Linked DNA regions of Zea mays: region 1 is linked to region 2. Evidence: chromatin contacts called from public Hi-C data. All regions are on one chromosome and are shown on one strand. The core of a region is the stretch at or near the end of the contact, and the rest is flanking DNA. Distances in the headings are between cores, read along the strand shown.

The links. Hi-C and Micro-C count contacts between places; a contact is called where the count stands out from the background.
Region 1: a contact with region 2 is called in a Hi-C map of tassel, with 2.8 times the contacts expected there. The contact joins the promoter of LOC100384037 here to the promoter of LOC100285301 in region 2. A contact is called at or near these places in 5 of 25 Hi-C or Micro-C datasets (ear, endosperm, leaf and 1 more).

Annotation. Positions count from the first base shown.
Region 1 is chr3:159,973,143-159,977,748 of Zm-B73-REFERENCE-NAM-5.0, forward strand. It overlaps LOC100384037 (zinc finger homeobox protein 4), which reads left to right and starts at 2,091. Exons shown (of 8, transcript XM_008675029.4): 1 at 2,091-2,442; 2 at 3,387-3,485; 3 at 3,872-4,119. The coding sequence starts at 3,410.
Region 2 is chr3:159,821,230-159,826,099 of Zm-B73-REFERENCE-NAM-5.0, forward strand. LOC100285301 (rieske domain containing protein) reads right to left here and starts at 1,507. Exons shown (of 3, transcript NM_001158194.2): 1 at 825-1,507. The coding sequence starts at 1,490.

The DNA of each region.
Region 1 (4,606 bases), core at 841-3,340, 150 kb after region 2:
TTTTAGCAAATAGTGATTTTCACCAAATGAGTTTTAGCTTTTTAGCAGTTCATAGCTCACAACATTTTTTTCACACCTCACAACCTGCAACAACTTTTTTCACAGTCACAACCCAACCAAACATACCCTTAGTAGAGAAGTCATTTGTTTGTAGGTTAAAATCTCGGTGCCTAACTAACCTTGAATTATATGTGTTATGTGGTGATATGTGCTGATATCTTATTAAATATGATTATTGAAATTGTGGTTGTTAATAAAACAAGGAAAACTCTTGCAATATTTTGTGAATTGCAAAAAACATGAAAAGCACAATGCAATAGAAACATCATCAATCTGAAAAATTATGAATATGAAAGTACTTCATAACACACGAGTAGCGGAATCAACCTGAAACATTATCTATAAGTAAATCATCATTAGAGTCATCCGTCACGCAATCCTCAACGACAACGTCGTTCCACTTGCTTAATTGTCCTGCATCACCCTCTTCTACCTTTCTCTTGTAGAAAGCGACTTCTACTTCATCGGCAGTCTGGGAAAATAGCTGGTCCTTAGCATCCGCTTCATCAGCCTTCTGCTTTGTAATAAGCGGCCTCTGCTTCATCGGCGGCCCGAGACATAAACTCATCCTCCTGCTGTTGCGCATGTAATCTTGCCTCAACTAGCGCGATGAGCTCACTCAACCTTGACGTGTTGTCATCCTTCTCCATCAACTTCAACACCACATTTGCATAGTACAGGACCAGACTCGCACTCTTCCGGACACTCATTCTTTTTATTCTCCTTTGTCTCTGCCTCTCGCCAATGTCGTGTAGGACCATACAACTACTCTATGAAATTACACTTACGTTTGTCGTATGCTACAAAAGAATACATTAGTGAATTTGTGAAAAAGTTGACAAAATTGTGGACATATGTTATGCACTTACATAATTAATGTCTGGACACACGAAGTAATTCATAGTATCCTCACATATCACAGCACGATTTCCACAGTTACACCGAGGCGGAGACTCCGGTCGTCTTTCTGTGGCAAGGTTCTTCCCTTCCTCAGTCATTGTTGGTGGGTTCGAGGGAGGAGGCACCCATTGCTTAAAACACTCATGTGCGTTCTTCCCGCTCAACCAATTATCGAAAAGAGATACTGAGGGTCAAACTTATTAGGACTGTCAATCCACACGAAAAACACATCAAGTGATCCTACAGGAATGGAACGAAGCATTAGTACACATTGAGAAAACAACACACAACACACAAGTGGGAAACTACGTACGTTAAAACCACCACATGTGTAGAAACAGCGAGCGATCGTGTCTGGATCTTTAGATTAAGCCCAAACCGGTTCACCACAGTCACAATTAGATAGGAAGATCAAGAGGAACATGAGCATCCTTATTAGATGCATCCGTATATAACTCCTAAGGATAACATCTCTTCTGCCACAACGACTTTCGATACACGTCTTTCATCTACGAAACGATTTTATATTAACACAACTATAAAAATACCACAAATGATTTAAACTTATAAATAACATGATACTCATAGTTTTAAAACCCTAAAGACTTTATAAACCCATGATTCACAAACTATCTAACAAACTGTACTCATCATACCAACAATATTATCTTAGAAATCATAACTAATAGTAATATGTGCACAAATCAAAACTAATTAATCAGAATCGTACTACGCAATATACATAACAAATGAATCATTGAGACACCATACCTTCGTCTACAAGCTATACAAATCAAATCAAAGTTTTCCAACTCGAATACGAAGATTGAAACACCTCTCGACGGTACATATGAAGAGGGAAACGAGTGATAGATATGGCCGGACGTAGCTCTCGGCCAGGGGAACTATGATTTATATCGCTTCCTAGCTCGACATCAAGATATGTGGCGCCGAGCTACGGAGCCACGTCAGCGCCGTGTTAGCCCTATCGTGCCAACGCGGGCACGTACCTCGTTACCTCGGCGCCACATATTGGCACCACGCAAAAAGTCTAAATTCGAGATTAAGTCATGCATGGTCTAAACTTGAAAATTCTTTAAAAAAAGAGGCTAAAAACAAAAAAAAAATTCGGGGTCTGCTGCCTGCTGATACATTCATACACACAGACACAGGTAGTCAGGTAGACGATCTGCAGCGGAGGCCCGCCGCGAAACCCAGCACGACCGATCCATCCACCTCACACCGCGTCTTCGTCCAGCTCACTCCCCCGCCGCGCCCCCGCTCCGCTCCCCTCTCTTCCTCGCCGCGGGTCGCGCGCAGCCAGGCGCCGAGCCGCCGACCAGTAACCGACGTATATCTCATCCTTCCCCCTCCCCCCTGCACAGCCCCCTCTACAACTCCCCGATTAAACCCTAGAATCTCCCAACTCCCAAATGCGCGCCCCCACCTAGGCCCCCGAATTCGGCATCCGCTCCGCGGAAGGTACGGGATCTATCGCGCTCTGCTCCCTCTCCTCCTGCGCTGGTCTGGTTCTGATCTAGCTCGAGCTCACCGCGCCGCCGCGTTGGCGTTGTGTATTTCGCCGCCGGTTCTGTGATTTAGGAATGGGAAATTTGGATCCATACCATTAAATCGTTGCCGCTGCTGCTGGTGTCTGTTTGTCTTTGTTTGGGATGCTCGTGCATGGGAATTTCCCCCGATTCGTTTTTTCCGGTGCCGCGCTGGGATGGTTTCAGCCGGAATCGGGTTGGTGCCTCGAATGAACTTTTACTTGTTTGATTAGGCGGAAGCTCTGAGGTTTCCAGGTGATGTTGTGTGCACGCACACACCTGCAACTCAGCTGCTGCGCGTTTCCTGGGCGACTCTGTAGCTGCAAGGTTTTGGTCTGGCGTCGACGACGGTCATGCCATGTGCTACTCTCGTGTAGTCGGGTTGTTTGTTAAGTCACAGTCTCCCACTCTCCCGGGTAGATGCTCTCCAGGACTGGACTTCAGGTGGTCAGGCACTTCTCATTTACGGCTTGCTTGGCTCGGTATCCTTTCAGGCGCTGCTTTTACTGCCTTATCGAAAAGACTGGAGTTTTGTTGCCATCTTTTGCAGAGCCCGAATATAGGACTTTGGCTATCAATGCCTGGGTGGTGAGTTGGGAATGAATTTTTATTTGGCTTCCATGTGCCTCTATGGTTTACCTTTCGTTATGTTTTTAATGGGTTCCTTTTGAGGACCTGAATATTCGATGCAGTTACAATGTCAGAAACAACAGACAAGAGCATCCAATTATTTTACCGCTTTTATTTTCATGGAAGCATCCAATTATTTTACCGCTTTTATTTTCATGGTTATTCCATCTTCGGGACATTATTTAAGCATGAAGTGACTTCTAGATTGCAGTTAATGTTGACTTCCCAATGTTACGTGTCTTGCAGGTGTGCAAGCCAGGGTGCACACAATGAGTGCGGGTTTCAACAAGCAGATACTGGCTCAGAAGCTTTCGAAGCTTAATAGCTCACAGCAGAGCATAGAAAGTATCCTTCTTGCCAGTTTTTCAACCCCTATTAAGTATTAACTTAGCACTTTCTTTTCTGCACGAAGTATTTTTTAATCTTAACTTCTCTGTTCTCATATGAGATATTCTCATATTTTATTAGCTTGTATAGTTGTATGGTTTGCAAAGTGCAAAATCATAGCTTAAGATTACAGGAAAACTCTTTAAAAATTCCAGATCACTGTGTCCATAAATCCCATTCAGTTGATGACCTCTCATGGTTCATTGTGACCAACTAGTGCTTTATGCTAGTCATTCACTGCACCCTGCTTAAGATTGCCACCTACTATTGCTGACTGTGATTATTTTCTCATGTGCTACATTATTTTATCCATTCACGTAATGTCATCCTTAACTAAAGAAAAGCTTTATCACATTGGTGTGTCTTTCATCATCGTTACTGCCAACAAGTTGTAGAAACATGGGATTGCGAGTTTCATGCAGCTCCTGGAGAGAGGAGGGTATCTTTGCTGTACCTTGCAAATGATATTATGCAGAATAGCAGAAAAGAAGGCAATGGATATATAACTGAATTCATGAGGGTCATCCCTGCTGCCTTGAATGAAGTGTTGACTATCAGAGATGATTTTGGGCGGAATGTTCCAAAAAGACTGGTATATTGTTGTTGTACATATCCTTGATATCTATATTCATGCAAGTGCGTTATTACTCATGTTCAAATTGCGGTGTTAGTTATCATCATCACAAATATGCTAACAACTTCATGTCCATATCTATGCGCTTACTTTAGGGGCAAGGTTATTAGAATGGTGATACTCTTTGGGTACAAGATATATAGAACATACATGTGTCCATGAATAGTATTTTTAGCATCTAAGAATGTGTGAAAAAAACAATCATGTTCCAACTTCACTCCTCTCAATCACTTTTTTCTCTTAGGGTTTGTTTGGATGTAGATATTGGAGATATTAGAATTGAATTAGATCCAATACCAAATATGTCTAGTATTGAAAATGGGTTGCAATACAAATTTGTTGTTTGGATATATCTGGAATTGTAATTCTAGCTAATACAGAGGGTCTAGGCTCTGAATTGTGAAAGACGACTTCTAGTTATAGTTTAATACCGAGCAATTGAGCT
Region 2 (4,870 bases), core at 257-2,756:
AAGAAAGCTATTAAATCCCTACCCATGACGCTTCAGACATGCCAGCAGAAACTAAGTTCAGATATGTCAGCAGAAACTAAGTTCAGACATGTCAGCAGAAGATAAGGATTGAGTGTTTTCCAATATCTGTAAGGATAGAGATTGTTTAGTTAGTGGCTGCTGGGAAAGGAGATGGTTGGAATGTAACTTTTATGAAGATTTTTTGGGAGAAAGTGATATGTTGGAATGGGAGAGATGGATGGACATGTTGGACAATTTTAGGCTCACTGAAGGGGAGGACAAATTCATCTGGGTGCTAGGTAGTTATACAACAAGATCTATGTATAGGAGGTTGACCTTTAGGGAAATTAGTAATTCAAGACTGATGAAATTGTGGAAGAACGAACGGGTTGCCACAAAAAAAAAGGGTTCTATGTGGCTGGTTTATCAAGGTGGGCTTCAAACAAGGTTACCTTTTTTAAAAAAACAAAAAGTATTTTGGGACCAATGGAATGATTACCTTTTCTAACTTATTTTGAAACTCTAGAAGCAACTAGGGAAGTTTATTAAGGGCTAGTTTGACAACTCTATTTTCCCAAAAGCATTTTCGCAAGAAAAAATTAACTAGACTTAATAGGTTTGTAACTTGTTTGAAACAAGAATGGTTCAACGGATTTGGTTGTCATCCTTGTTAACCTAACCTTTGCTGACCATGGTTGTAATTGTATTGTTTGTCTGCGACTCTGCGTATAATTCTTTTATACGGTATATATCCATGACAGGTAACGCTGAGCGGCGCAGGCCGGCGGCATTGGCGTGAGCCGTGAGTTCGAGTCGAGACGCACCTGCGTGAGCTTGGCGTTGAGGAGGCCCTCGGTGTAGGCGCCCTCCGCTGGCGACCGGTTCTCGATGGCGAAGACCTGGTTCTTGTACCAGAGCAGCAGGATCTCCTCCCCGTCCTGCACGATCACGCGGCGCTCTCCGCGCGGCAGCGCGGCGAGCGGCACCACGGGCACCCACGACGCGCCCCCGCCTCCTCCCGCGCCCTCCGCCGCGGCCGAGGACGACTCGGCCCCGGACACCTCGGCGGCGCGGCAGGCGAGCCTGGAGCTGGAGTTGCGGCAGTGCCGCGGCGCGGCGCGGAGCGTGGCGCGCAGGCAGGCGGGGCTTCGGCGGTGGAGGAAGGAGGAGGAGGACGCGGCGGCAGTGGCTGTGGTAACGGCCGCCATAGGGACGGGAGGGGAGTGGCGGGGAGGCGAGCGAGAGGGGGTGGGTTTGAGCAGGAGGAGGGGGGCAGGGTGGTGGTGCCGTGGTGGTGGTGCGTGCTGGAACGTCCATGGCCACAGGTTGGCGATAAAGCGACAAGACCGGGCGTGGGGAAGAGAAGCGGACACATTTATAGGTTCCCGTCCAGTGAACTCCTTTGAAATCTGCAAATGCACAGCAGGACGAAACATGCCATCCATCATTGTCCTCCCGCAAGCTGCCACTCGGCACTCGAGCTCGGTCATTATTTTAGAGCTAGTTTGTAGCCAAAGAAAGGAGTGGTTCAAAGATCTAAAATCATATTGATTTTAGACTCTCAAATCTCCTCCGATTTTCTATAGAGTGCCATAAAATTGGAGATGATTATAAATTTTAAGATATCTTTCTTATTTGAAATTGAATAAGAAGAGAATTTTATTCTCTCCAATTTCATCCGGTTTTGTAACTCCCAAGATAGTTTTTAGTGTTTTTTCACACTCTTTTTTCAACTATTTTAGAGCCTCAAAGCATCCAATTTTTAGAAACTGGGATGCTTCCTAATATGCTAATTTATGCTTTAGATTTTGCAAAACTGGATTGTTAGTTTTTTAAAAAACCAAGAAGTTGGTCTTCCTTATCTAAAACTAATTTTTGCCTCGATAAATTAGTTTGATGAAAATTAGAATGATTATCATCGCTCCTAAACCTATGCATGGGACCTCCTCGACGCTTTTGAATGTTTAATTATTATTTAAGAAATATATGCAATTGTTTCAGTGTCTCTGTTTTAGAGTGTAACTGTAGATTTGCCCCTGTTTTTTTAAACAAAATGTTGTATGCTCCTAATCCGTTAGTTATACTTACAGATGGCAATGGGGCTCTGATCGCCGATTCTCCGTGGAGAATTCTTCCATTAGGAGATGGGGATGAGGAAGTTTCTTCCCCCACAGGGATATAAACGAAGAAAAATTCTCCCCGGTGATGAGGATGCCCATTCCCCATGGGGACCCATTAAACTTACGTGTGATGATGTTTTCATATAATAGTTAATGATAAAAATACCGAATCACGTCGATGTCGTCTCCCTCGTCTGCGCGCGCTCGGACCTCCGTATTTATCTCCATTCGTGACGCCTCGAGCTAGCAGAACATGGAGATCGTTGAGCCGATTGAGGTGAGGGAGCGAGATCATGGAGAGCCTGAGAGGAGACGACTAAGGTGGAGATTGGGCAGTTTCTTTGGGTGGTTTCTTCAGGGAGGAGACGACTGAGGTAAGGTATACAGCGTGAGGGATGCTAGTGAGGAGAGCAGCAGTGGAGGCTGAACGCAAGGGCGAAAGTCATAGATTGAAAGGGAAATGGAGTCTTCGGTGAAGACAAGGCTTCCACTCCACTCTATCGGTATCATTTACCCTTCACCATCACTCCACATCACTCTCAAATTGGTATAATCTTTCGCTCATATTTACTTGTACCAATGGGAAGAAAGTTTAAGGGCTCACAAAGTCTTCGTTTTTTGGCGATTCATGCCAAAGGGGGGAAAGTATTAGCCCAAAGCAAAAGGACCGCACCACCACCACCAATTTCAAAATTTTCAATTGATATATTTTGGTATGTTAACTTTCAAGAATTTTTCAAATTGGTATCTAAATCTTGTTCAAATTAGTAAAACCCTCTTGAAAACTTAGAGGTGAATTCTATTCAGGGGGAGTTTTGTTTAAGTCAAAGGAAAAGCATTTGAAACAGGGGGAGAAAATTTCAAAATCTTGAAAATGCTTCTCGAAATCTTATTCATATACCATTGACTATTTGCAAAAATACTTTGAAAAGATTTTCCAATAGAATTTGCAAAAAAAACAAGTGGTCCAAAATGTTAAATAAAAGAAACCAACCATGCATATCCAGTAAAAGTAAAATATTGGTTTAAATTCCAAGCAACCTATGCACTTACTTTATGCAAACTAGTTCAATTCTGCACTTATATATTTGCTTTGGTTTGTGTTGGCATCAATCACCAAAAAGGGGGAGATTGAAAGGGAAATAGGGTTTAACCTTTTCCCATAAATGATTTTGGTGGTTGAATGCCCAACACAAATAATTGGACTAACTAGTTTGCTCTAGATTATATATTCTACAGGTGCTAAAAGTTCAACACAAACCAATAAAAAGATCAAGTTAAGGTTCAAAAGAAAGGAGCAAAAGAAACCGAAGAGAACCCTGGTCTGGCGCACCGGACTGTCCGGTGTGCCATCGGACAATGTCTGGTGCACCAGGGCCGTACCACTCTGAACTTGCCACCTTCGGGTTTCAGAAAAGACGCTCCGCTATAATTCACCGGACTGTCCGGTGTGCCACCGGACTGTCCGGTGCACCAGCGGAGCAACGGCTACTTCGCGCAATGGTCGACTGCAAAAGCCGTGAAGTCAGATGAACAATGAAGAACAATGGGCGTAGAGTTAGAGCCGCCTGTCAGAGGGGCACCAAACAGTGAACAGTGTCTGTCCGGTGCGGCACCGGACTATCCGGTGTCACAATAGGACAAAGCTCCAACGGTCGAAACCGCCAGAACCCTAACAGTTGGGTGACGTGGCTAGCGCACCGGACACTGTCCGGTGCGCCCATCGACAGCAGCCTACCCCAACGGTTGAATTGGTGGTTGGGGGCTATAAATACCACACAACCACCTCCACTCCAACCATCGAAGCATTCACTACTCATTCAATACAAGAGTAATAGACTCCACTCCAAAGACACAATTCAAGTGATCGATCCGCTCAAAGTCTCCTATTCAACTCTAGCGCATTTAGACTTGTGGGAGGATCATTTGTGTTTCTTTGTAGCTCTTGTTGCTTGGTTGGCTTTCTTCATCCTCATTCTTGTTCTCAAGACACTTGTAATCAAAGCAAGAGACACCAAGTGTGTGGTGGTCCTTGTGAGGGTCTAAGTGACCCGATTGGTTAAGGAGAAAGCTCACTCGGTCTAAGTGACCGTTTCAGAGAGGGAAAGGGTTGAAAGAGACCCAGTCTTTGTGACCACCTCAACGGGGACTAGGTTCTTTGGAACCGAACCTCGGTAAAACAAATCACCGTGTCATCCGCTTTATATTTTTGGTTGATTTGTTTTTCCCCTCTCTCTCGGACTCGGATTTTTATTCTAACGCTAACCCCGGCTTGTAGTGTGTTTAAAGTTGTAAATTTCAGTTTCCGCCTATCCACCCCCTATGCTACTTACCATGGCTTCAAACTTTATCAAATAGACGTGAAAAGTGCCTTCCTAAATGGACCAATCAAGGAAGAGGTCTATGTTGAGCAACCTCCTGGCTTTAAAGATAGTGAGTATCCTAACCATGTTTATAAACTCTCAAAGGCGCTTTATGGGGAAAAATTTGACGGCCCCCGTCGAACTTAAAAACCCACGTTCTTAACCTTAAGTTCGACGGTACCCACGTTCTTAACCTTAAGTTCGACGGTACCCACGTTCTTAACCTTAAGAACGTGGGGGCCGTCGAACTTACTTCTTTAAGTTCGTCCAAAAATCGTCGTCGGCTATGTTCGTGGGTAAACCCACGTTCTTATGTTAAGTTCGACGGTTTTTCACCCACGTTCTTTAACCAGTTTCTTGTAGTGAATGAAGGTGCCCTCTTGGAGT